Regions from separate parts of the Danio rerio genome. Here regions 2 and 3 are each linked to region 1. The links are chromatin contacts, called in public Hi-C and Micro-C maps. All regions are on one chromosome and are shown on one strand. Each heading gives the region's core, a stretch centred on a gene start, on an enhancer-like site or on the middle of the called end of the contact. The rest is flanking DNA. Distances are from core to core; before and after follow the strand shown.

Region 1 (3,833 bases), core at 598-3,097:
TGGCATCATATTCTTAATAATTAGGTTCAGTTGGCTTTTTTGTAGCTCAAAGATCGTTAAAGGAATTCACCACAAATACTGTTGCATCATTTTCCCTCTCTTTTCAGATGTGATGGTGGGCCAAATCAAAGGTTACCATGGGCCAACTTGCAAAAAATTATGTGAACTATATATAAACTAACATAAAATTATACATTTCCCGAACCTTCTACATACATTTATTTGGATAAAATGAAACCGTTATGCAGTTATATAATTGTATACGTTTTTTTGTTGATAAATTTCCAGGCCAGTTTTATTGTAATTAGCCATAATTACGCTCAAAATCCAAAGGGATAGTTCATCCAAAGCTAAAAAGTCAAATTCTGAAAAACAAAAGACGAAATTCTGAAAAAAACTGGAAACTGTTAACCATTGACCTCAGTAGTAGGCTATTTGTTTTACCAATTAGAGTAGTAAATGGTTACCGATTCACAGCTTTCTTTAGACTTTATTATTTTACATTTTAAAAAAGTTTGGAACTACTTCAGTGCGAGTAAATTGTCGTTTTTGGGTGAACTCTCCATTTAGTGTTATGCTACAACTGACTGATTTAAACTCTAAATGGTTTTTAGAGCAAACATCAATTTTCATACTTTCCTACAACAATGATGAACATTCCAGGCCCATAGCCAGGGGGTTCGGGTGGTTTGAAAGACCCAGTCCCCACTGACAAAGGTGCAGAATTTGTCCCATGCATGACCTCATTTCTTTTATTTTGACTGCTATTCTGTCATAAATTGTGAACAAAATCCATCGAAGAAGACCGAGTGGAATCCTCTGTTGCTGTCGTGACTTCAGCTGATGTGTTCTGGCCAGTGCAAACATTTATTTTTCATGAGTCCAACATCTGTGCCAGAAAACATACAATTTGACGAAAGTTAAGCTATCGTTCACTACTGACCTACTGTATTGTTGCTAAATAAAGAAAACTACAAGAAACTTCTATTCTAAATCGTGGAACTTATTCATGAAACACAGGCAGCCCATTTTACATTTAATTTTAATAATAATCAGGCTATTGTTTTCTGTGAATTTTCAATTGAACTTTTTACAAGAGACAAATCAAAAATAATTGTGAAGCTCTACATTAATATTGTTTATTTTTTTATTCAAATGACCAAATTCTAACTAAGGTAATTTGAATGTGCTGGTTAGATTGTTATTTGCCTAAATAAATTAACATAAGATGCATTTAAAAAAAAAAAATATATATATATATATATATATATATATATATATATTTTTTTTTTTTTTTCTTAACGATAAATCACATAATAAATTAGTATTTTAAAGTTTTTTTTCAAAATCTTAAAGAAAATTTTTTGGTACATCAAAAATGACCAGCTATTTAAACAAAAAGGTGCTTAAAATATTATTAGAATGCAGTATTTAAACCTCATAATGAAATAGAAGATGAGGCGAATAACTGCAAAAGGACTTTATGAGGGGAAAAAAAGAACCATCGTTATCACCACCAGGCTGGCTATGGGCCTGCATTCAGTATACACTCGATGTATTACATCAATAAACTGTGTTTTTTAGAGATATGTTCTTGTTTAGAAAAAAAAAGAAGCATCTTCTTACAAATCTCCGTTGTTGTTGTAAATCCGTTCACACAGCAACAGGTGTGTGTTCGCATCTGCGCAGATCTCCGTCTTTTTATAGTGTTTGTGCGCACAGGGAGAGGCGGGGCGCGGTGGCAGCGCGCATCACTTCATATGTTGCGTAGTCGCGAGCTCGTGCGCGAGCTCAATAAGCACCGCACTGGGTGCGCGCGCGTGCCGTGACAGTCGCCATTTTATTTTGAAAAATCCAAACCGAACCGAGGGAGAAAGCGACCTTTTATCCGTCAAGATCAGAACGAAGAAACACGACGAAAATGATCATCCGCACGTAATTTTTCCAGGATCGAGGTAACGCGTCCACTCTCTGCGCTCGGCGCTGCGCTATAATCCCCCAAAGCGCTGGGGATATAAATTGGTTATCATATGTTGTCTGCTCGGCTAATTTAACGTTAGCTTGTTAGCGTGTAGCTTACCTTGCTTGTTTAACGGCCAAAAACTCCTAAGAAGCAAATTTGCCCTACGCGCGGGATGGTGGAAATATCTGTAACGGCCTGTAGGAGTTCGGTTGGTGATATGAATCACATTAATTGTGGAGAGCCTTCTAGTCATGACCAGGGCTCGTGTTGGTGCTACATGATCACTGGTGTGATTTAGACTCCGAGTTTGGTTTCTCCAACCACATAAATGTGTTGAGTGAGGCCCAGTAAACAGCAGTATGGCTATATGCTAAACTGCATGGCTGCTAATGTTCACTAACACTGCTTTACACAAACTTCCATGTTTACTATCATGTAGTACACCACTAACGTTACCAGTGCATTTATTACGCCTTTACATGAGTCAGGCTGCCAGATATTCTTACTAGAAGTGGAAGTGTGTGCCAGTGTTTTACTAACACTTGACTTGCATGAGATCATCATGGGTTGAAGATGCATAAGAACCATTTTTGTGTATTTCTAACGTTAATGTCCTAAACAAACCAGACGCCAGGTTCCTGTCAGTTAGGTGAGCATGTCGGGAACAGGCTAAGTGCTCGTCACCGTTTGAAACAATGAGGTTTACGCTGTTAGCTTAGCCTAGCTGTTAGCATGCTCTGGATTAGCACGACTGTTACTGAATCTGACAGAAATTGTGGTTTAAAATGCCGAGAGAGTTTGTTTTGAGATGATTAGAGCCATTGGCTGATAAACGCATTTAGATTGTGTGTTTTAGGGCACAACTGTGTACATTTTAAATGTGTAAACAAAAAGTTTGGTTTAAGATGAGTTAGCACTAGGATTGCTAACGGTGTTTTCCACAGTCGAGCTGGGAGTGTTTGAGTTGAACTGAAATGTTAGTTACGAGCTTGTGAATATAACCTGATAATTTGTTATGCAGATTGATTTGTGTTTATATTATCTATTAAATGCATTAGTTAGTTTGGTTTTGTGTTTAGCTTTTGCAAACAAAACTATAACGCTAGTTTCTGCTGTTCTTAGCATTTATTTGAGTTTATTTGATTTTATTGCTTTTATTTAATGTTTCAAGGAAGTACTTTTTGTAAAAAACTCATTTGAGTTGTACAATTCACACCTGCTTATATTACTTTACTAAACGCCACACTTCAGTTATTAAACTCATTATTATACAGCTGTGTCAGTTAGTGTTGCATGAACCACAAACACTTAAAGTTTATTTACTCGGTTTGTTCTACTTGAGGCCTGTGAGCGACTGAGGGGGTATGACTTCCGGTTTTGCAGCTGTATCGTTCTGTTCCTCCTAGCACGAGATAAATAAAACAGAAAGTGACTTAAAAGTGAAAGGATGACATTTTTTGCAGTTGACTGTTTCTCTGAGATTTTAATAAATAATGTAGTGTGTTGAGGAAAATAAATATCGACAGTGTTTACTAACTCGCATGTCATTACATTTATGCTTTATTCTGTGCTATTTTTCATGTCAATAATGTTCACACTGGAAAAGTGTTATTTAAATGCTCTGAAGATGCACTTAATTAACTGAAAGAAGCGTGAGGTGTACTTTCTGAGTGTAGTGAAGATAGACATGTAAAATAATCATGTAAAATTTAACATGTATTAGACAGGGAATTACATGGTGCTATACTAAGAACAAATCCCAATTCTACCCCTTAAGCCTGATTTATACTTCTGCGTCAAACACCGGCGTATGCTACGGCGCTGACGCATAGCCCTTCGCCGTGGCCATCGCCGTCACTGACGTGCACCT
Region 2 (3,833 bases), core at 882-3,381, 350 kb before region 1:
CAATGCGTAGAGATAACATATGTTTTAATTTTCTCTTTAAACAATTACCTTGTAAAAGGCCATCTTTGTTGCACTGCGTCTCACCACTGGCAAAAAACACATCACAAGTAATCAATAAAAGCTTTATTACACACTTCATTACCCTTCATTATACACTGCAAGCCAGCACACCTTTGTTGTTGAATAAAAAGAGGACCATTTGCCAAGGCTGTGGATTATATGTAATACTTTTTTCTCAAACATATTCATTTTTCTTCATGTATCATCAGAAGCAATGACTGAAATGAATTATGGTGTTTATGATTTTTTTTATTTACATTATATGCTGCTTATTATTATGTATAAATAAATATGAGGTTGAGAAACTTAATAATAAATTTAAAAAATTGGGTGAGCCTTGTTTTTTTGCAATTATTATTATTATTATCATTATCATCATAATAACCTTTTGACTGCCCCTCTACACTCTCAGAACTAAAGGTACTTGATCTGTCACTGGGATGGTACCTTTTTTTGTAAAGATTTGTGCCTAAAAGGTCCCTATTGATACCTCAAGTGTACATAATAGTACCTAAAAAGAACATAAGTGTTCCTCTTAAAATTTGTAGGTACTAATATATACTTTTGAGGAACAAATATGGACCCTTCAAGTACAAATGTGTACCTTTTCAAAAGGTATCACCCCAGTGACAGCTCATGTACGTTTATTTCTGAGAGTGGCTTTATAATGGCTTTATAGGTAATAGTCCTGTAATTTAGGTCATAATCTTGTTGCACTACTACACTTGATTTTGGTTTTATTGTAACCCCCACCCTTCAAAAAATGTTAAATGAGACTTGAAATATTTTATGGCATACTTAAAAAAAAAGGTGATTTTGTATTCAAAAATATATTATTTAGACTTTTTTTATTATTAATTGGTCTTATACTTCATATTTTCATGTTTTTCATAGTATATGTATTAAGTCCAGTACTTTTACCATAATCCGACATATCAACCATTTGGTAGATACCTCTACCATTTGGTTGAGGTATTTTAGAAATTATGGAATGCATTGAGTATGTTAACTAGTGACATTAGGACATTTTTTTCTTGGTGTAGTTAAATTGATAAAGCAAGTTTTCTTAAACTATTGATCTTTATCCATCTAACTATCCATCTATCTGTCTATCTATCTATACACACACACACACACACACACACACACACACACACACACACACACATATATATATATATATATATATATATATATATATATATATATATATATGTATATATATATATGTATATATATATATGTATATATATATATATGTATATATATATATGTATATATATATATATATATATATATATATATATATATATATATATATATATATATATATATATACATACATATATTTATATACACATATATATACACACACACACACACACACACACATATATATATATATATATATATATATATATATATATATATATATATATATATATATATATATATATATATATATGTTAAAATATAATATATTTTAAATATATGTAGCCTATCTGTCTATTTAACATATATAGTGAATGTAGAAGTTGCCGTTTGAGTAAGTTTACCTCTGACCTTTCACTAAAGATGGATTCGTATTGACCTTTAGGCATAAGCTACAACAACACGAGAAATACAATATGAGGAACCCTTATTGCCTCTAGAGAAGCTCTAATGTTACTTACATTACATTACCTAGGTTACTCAATCTGTGGCGTGATTTTAGTTAACTTATAGGCTACTATACTGTATACAGCGCTTTACATACGTTAGAACTAACAACTTCTAAACTGCTCAAATCACTTTTATTTACAATTACTTAACCAATTGTGCAGTGTAAATAACTATGAATAGAACAAATCACTTTCATAAAGCAAACAAAACAGAACTTACTGTCGGACTACTGTTAAACCAAAGGCGAGCATGTCGCAGACGCGTCGTGAAAATAATACAATATCTTCACCGTTGATATCGAACTCGGAGTCAATAACAAGCTTTCAGCCCTTTTTACGTTTTCAAATAGCCGCCAGTTGTTGCTGATTTTGGGTCACAGCTCTCTGACAGCTCTTATCCCGGTGTTTGACAAGCCGGAAATGTGTACGCATGCGTTGAGATCCGATTCAATTTTACAAATTGATTCTTTTTGAACGGTTCAATCAACACTTCAGAGATCCTTTAGATTCAAGGCTTGTACTCAAGTTTTACCGATACAGCTAACGTTGTTAATCATAGTTTTTTTATTAAATACATTTTGTATTTAACCAATTGGTTAATTTTGTGCTCTTTAGTTTGTTGACGCTGAAACAAAATCATTCACATACGCCGCTTCTTGGTTTATTAAACTGTCATTTGTTTAGGCCATCTCTCTTGCCTTGGTATGATAAAATTCATAATACAAATTTCTCCAGGCTGTAGCCTAGCCTATCATTCATCTGATCAGTGAACCAGATCAACCGACTCCTAAGAAGATTCGACTCAATGGAATGATTCGTTCCCTGACGTAAGCCTCGCAGTCATTCGCGGGCTTTGAAATTGTTTAGTTTGTCATTCATCGGTTTTTATTTTAGACTGCATCTCACCAACATTACTCGACACAAAGATATGCTGCTCTACATTATATATTTAAATGCACACAGCTATTTCTCAGAGAGGCATCCTAAAACATGAAAGTCGACGAAACTGTAACAGCTTTAACCACAGTTATTGACTGAAATAAGGAGAAGAGAGACGTTAAGCTTCTTTCATGGTAAGTTTAATTGACCTTAGCATACAGCATGTACTCTCCTTTAACTTCATTCATGCTCTCAATGACAAATGATTTGAGGTGAACATAAATCCAAAGAATACCAACATAGTTGCTAAGCCCTAATGAGTTGAATGACAGGAAACATTGCTGAACAAAAAAAGTTCAACGTCTGTTTCATTTTTGAATTGTGTCATTTTCATCCGGTTTGTGTCTGATTATTCACACTTTCTCCACAGTTATTCTTAACCAGGTTATAACATGTTGGATAGTTATTTTCACCTCCACAATTTCCAATAAATGGGAAGAATAACATAGGACCAACATAGCACCGCGCTCTTTAAAGCAGATATTAACTGAACGGAGGTTGTGCAACAGACATTACTGAGGTACATGATGTGGTTATAGTGGAGGGAGGAGGCCTTTTCTCAGTGTTGATGTTTATTTGCTATTTACAGGTTTACTGGTCTATCTCCTGACATGAAATGAATACATAAGACATTGTTGACCATTCGCCATCTCCTCCATCCACTATTGCTGATGTCCATGTGGGAGCCTACTTGTTTACATTGAAATTCAGATTCCACTGAATTTACTACACCAGACAAAGCAACATTTTGATATGCTCTTCTTTGTGATGTAATTTCCAGGTTCCCGAAAAAACTGTTATGAGTTGTGTGAGGTAATGGAAAAGTCTTTTATGTCCAGTAAACCTGAGGTATAGAGATACCACACTTACAGAATGTGACAGAGAAGAAGAGGAGGAAAAAAGATTAAAAGGTAAAGAAACATGCCTTAATAAGAGCACACTGTACAAAGAGCATTTCCAGTCGAATACTCATTTCATGTTCTTCTTTTACCCTCTACTTCTGTATTCTCAAAATATTCTGTAAGCAGTACAATAATTATAACACAATTGTTTATAAAATAGCAGCACACTGATGTGACATCACAAGTATGTAATGTTATTTTTATGTATACGATGAAACAAAAAAAAAATCATAGCTTTTTAGCAGCGGAAAATAACAATAATAATAACAAT
Region 3 (3,833 bases), core at 380-2,879, 330 kb before region 1:
CATCTAAAAAATAATTTTAAGAATAAAACGAATAACGTAGTATTGTTCATTTGTTGCATTGAAAAGAGGCTGTAAATCTTAACGTTAAAATTGAGATAGATTCCAAAACTGTGAAAACCCTGTCTTGTTGTAGTTATAAAGATATACATTTATTGTGGACTCTAACATCTGTCAATAGGCTCACATTCCTTTGGTTCATTCAGTAAGAAATGAATTCAAGTCACAATCACCCGAGCCAAAAAACACCCAAGCAACACAGGACTGGATCTGTTTTTTTTAATTCGTCATATTTTCATAAAATATTTAAAAATATAAATAAATTGTTTTTGTCAACTAATCTTACCTCTAAATATTCAGCTATCCTTCTTACATCATTCCCGACAATTGACAAGTTATTTAATCGATGTTTTTTATGATTAAAACACGTTTTTCAAAACGAAGTACCATGCGGTCTCAGATGAGTGCGTCACCATCGAACCGAAATATTCTTTTTAAATATTTTTATAAATTGTCCTGGTCGATTCACCTGACAATTTAAAACATGAAAATAAAGCTAAGACCCCCCTCTATCATTTCCATATGTCAAACATAGGAAATATGAACGATTCCGACAAGAACTGAACTTAATTCCAAGGATAGACTTCGATCAGCATGGGTTAAGAAGCAATGCGGGCCGTCGCCCCTTCCGCAACCATACATTTAAAAAAATGTACAAAATTATAGAAAAGCAATCACCAACATATTCTACCATAATTATATACCCTAAACGCTCATCTACAAAGCCATGCACATGTTAACAGTTGTTATGATCATTTTGTTGCGATAAAGTTGTTGTGAGGAAAAAAAACAACATGGCGATGGTAAGCTGTAGCACAGCGGCAAGCATTGAAGTGCATACGTGTGCATGGAAATATTTATCTTAAAAATAAATAAATAATGTTAAGCAAGGTCCTATCCTCTGTGTTAACGTAACTGAAAACTTTATAAAATACGCGCTTGAGATCACTGACATATGTCGATAACCTCCATCCCTCTGCAATCGTGAACTTGGTCCAAAATCAGCGCTTATGGCTGCAATAAAATAGTAAATAGCCCAACAAAATCGCATTTGCTTTTTCGGAAATGTTAAAGCAGCTTCTTTAGTTGCATTCTACAATACTTACATGACAGAATGGAAAATGAAACGTTTGCAAGACGTGTTGAAGATACATGTAAGCACGGAAATGATCGGGTACAAACCTCTAACATCCATGTTGCCACCATCCTCCGCATAAAGGGCTGAATGTCTTTCTGAACGCATTTAAAATATGAACACTGAGGAAGAAACCTCTCTTCGATGGTCAGCAAACTCTGTAGTACCCTGTCATCATACAGAAGATTCGGATCAGGACGGGCTCTTATAATGGTGTCCATCTCGAGACAAAGCAGTTCCATGATTGTTACAGTCCTTTTCGACCTTTAATACGGCTACAAACAGTGAAGTACAAAAGTTGCGAAATGTCAAAAAGAGCAGAAAAGACTTCTCGGGTACATCAAATCAGTCTACTGGGCTGTCCAGGTTAGTCCTGATCCTTTTGCAAACTTTTCCCCACTAGTCTCTTTCTCTGCTCTGCTCTGCTCTTCTCGCTGCAACATTTGAGGTCTGCAGAACTCTGACGCAAGCAGACCTTATTATTGGCCAGACGGAACATGCTCAGTCTTCCTCTGCTTTTCCTCCCCTCTTGCTCTGGTTATAAGAGAATCGATAGCCTCCACACGATGGATAAAAGGACAACATTGGCTGGTGTATTCATGGATCATGCAAGATTTTAATGTTTAGTTAACTCGTGTATTTTTTTTAAAATGACAACACAAACTCACTGCAACCAACGCAACACCAAATGTTTATAAATCTAATAGGCTATCTCAAAGTATTTTAAAAATAAAGTGGTTTTGGTTTTGAATGTATTATTTTGCATACATTTTTATACCCATGCTCTTGGTGTCATGCAGACATTTTCATTACTTTGATTTTACAAATTAACAAAATAATGGTTAAAATGTATTGTTTTTTATTTAAGGGCGCTAAAACTTCACCTCGTCATCACAAATTAGAAATAGAAGCTATGAGCTGCAACATGTGGTCAACGAGATAGCTTTCTAGGAAATGCAGCGAAAGCATGAAGCAACACTAGTCAGATATATCTGCTGAATAGTTAGTCTCTTTCCTCTATTATATAATGCATCGTTACATCGAAACCTATATATATATATATATATATATATATATATATATATATATAGGATTCGAAAAGCCAAGCCCCGAAAGGTGATGCAGCATTTCAAAATTGTAATCTACCCCAATACATGCAGATCAACATTTATAACTCACAAACTCAATCAGAAATTCATTTAAATTGCAAATGAGACATAGCATGTTAAACATTCGCTGGGAAATCTAAATTAAAAAGCGATTCAAAGACTTTTAAGAGAACATATAGCTGCGTTATTGATAGAGGTGCATCTCAAGGTTCTCAAGCTTGCTGGAGTGATTCTGAAGAACATAACAGACCGCAGCTATGAACTTTTGCAACAGTTTGCTTCGTTTCAACACTTTTAAATGTGCTAGGAAATGTCTCTTTAAAACATTTTTTTTCGCTGTAGATTGTTCCTCCCCTTCTTACATAGCCAATAGTTCTTCTTCACGCGTTTGAGGCTTTCGGATTTGTTACTGGGCAGACTTTCTCTGTGCAAGTTCGCATTCTAAAGTGCAGAACCTAATCTATTTTACCGATCACCTGATGAACACTGCTAGATCCCAGAGACTGCCTCACGCAGGTGTCATGAAAAAAATTTGTAGCCTTAAAATCAGTCAGAGCATTTTACCCTCAGCAATGCTTTGATCAAATCAGAGATATAAAATGATAAGGCTTGGAATTATTTTAAATAGAATAATACGGATTGTAATTTGTGCTACAAAGGCAAATAATGCCTTGAAATAAACTATATTAAAGTAATAATTTTAAGATTATTTTGCTCATAAATCCAGACTTTATATTATGACATTACCTCTACCAAAAACAGTTTTAGTCATTCTAAATTAATACAGCATGAAAAATTATGTCAGTCGCCGATATCATTTGATTTAAGGATGAATAAGCAAGTCCAGTTCCACAAGCGCTAACACATGTTGTAATTTCATTTTCTTTTTCAAACATGCGCGTTCTTCATATAAACTGCGGTATTACCCGCATGCTCCCGACACATGAAATGTCGCTATGTAGAGCAACACAAGTGGGTTTCTAAGCTTTAAATACTGCATTATTTGCTTAAAACATTGAGAATGACAACCCGCAATAACAAAAAAGGATGCATCCTTTTCCATTACAGTGATATAAAGACTTTTCTTTTTGCGCACCGAACCATTAGTGGGAAAGTAACATTAAGTTGTGATTCTTAAAAATTATGATTATAAATTATTAAAATATTGCACATTTCAAGGTTTCCTTAAAAACATTTAATTTAAAAGCTTAACATGTTAATTTATGTTTATAACACTGTCTTTATTAGCAAATGACAAGCATTTATTTATAATAAAAACAACCTACATAATCTGAGCATCATTTTGTTGGGATATAATTGAAACCTTAATTTATAAATAAATGCTTATTAGTAGTCATTTTAAGGCATTAAAATTTGCAAACATTTTTTCTAGATTTTTTAAAACAATAACAGTCAACATTAATATGAAAACTTTTGTTTATTCATAGATAACATAGTAAGAATATGTCTTTAAAAAATCAATTATATAATATGCAAGAAAAACGCGTTAGAGTATCACATAACCCCTCCTA

Evidence for each region. Hi-C and Micro-C count contacts between places; a contact is called where the count stands out from the background.
Region 2: a contact with region 1 is called in a Hi-C map of hematopoietic stem cells, with 3 times the contacts expected there. The contact joins the promoter of tigara here to the promoter of cnot1 in region 1. A contact is called at or near these places in 2 of 18 Hi-C or Micro-C datasets (caudal fin and hematopoietic stem cells) and 1 of 4 datasets of contacts at active chromatin or transcription factors (embryo).
Region 3: a Micro-C map of caudal fin shows a contact between it and region 1, with 3 times the contacts expected there. The contact joins the promoter of ccnd2a here to the promoter of cnot1 in region 1. A contact is called at or near these places in 2 of 18 Hi-C or Micro-C datasets (caudal fin and hematopoietic stem cells) and 1 of 4 datasets of contacts at active chromatin or transcription factors (embryo).

Annotation. Positions count from the first base shown.
Region 1 is chr25:18,253,990-18,257,822 of GRCz12tu, forward strand. It overlaps cnot1 (CCR4-NOT transcription complex, subunit 1), which reads left to right and starts at 1,848. Exons shown (of 49, transcript NM_001079951.2): 1 at 1,848-1,955.
Region 2 is chr25:17,904,329-17,908,161 of GRCz12tu, forward strand. tigara (TP53 induced glycolysis regulatory phosphatase a) reads right to left here and starts at 2,132. Exons shown (of 6, transcript NM_001039836.1): 1 at 1,942-2,132; 2 at 49-86. The coding sequence starts at 1,973. It also overlaps a transcript of ccnd2a not described here.
Region 3 is chr25:17,921,618-17,925,450 of GRCz12tu, forward strand. It overlaps ccnd2a (cyclin D2, a), which reads right to left and starts at 1,630. Exons shown (of 5, transcript NM_001089445.1): 1 at 1,240-1,630. The coding sequence starts at 1,434.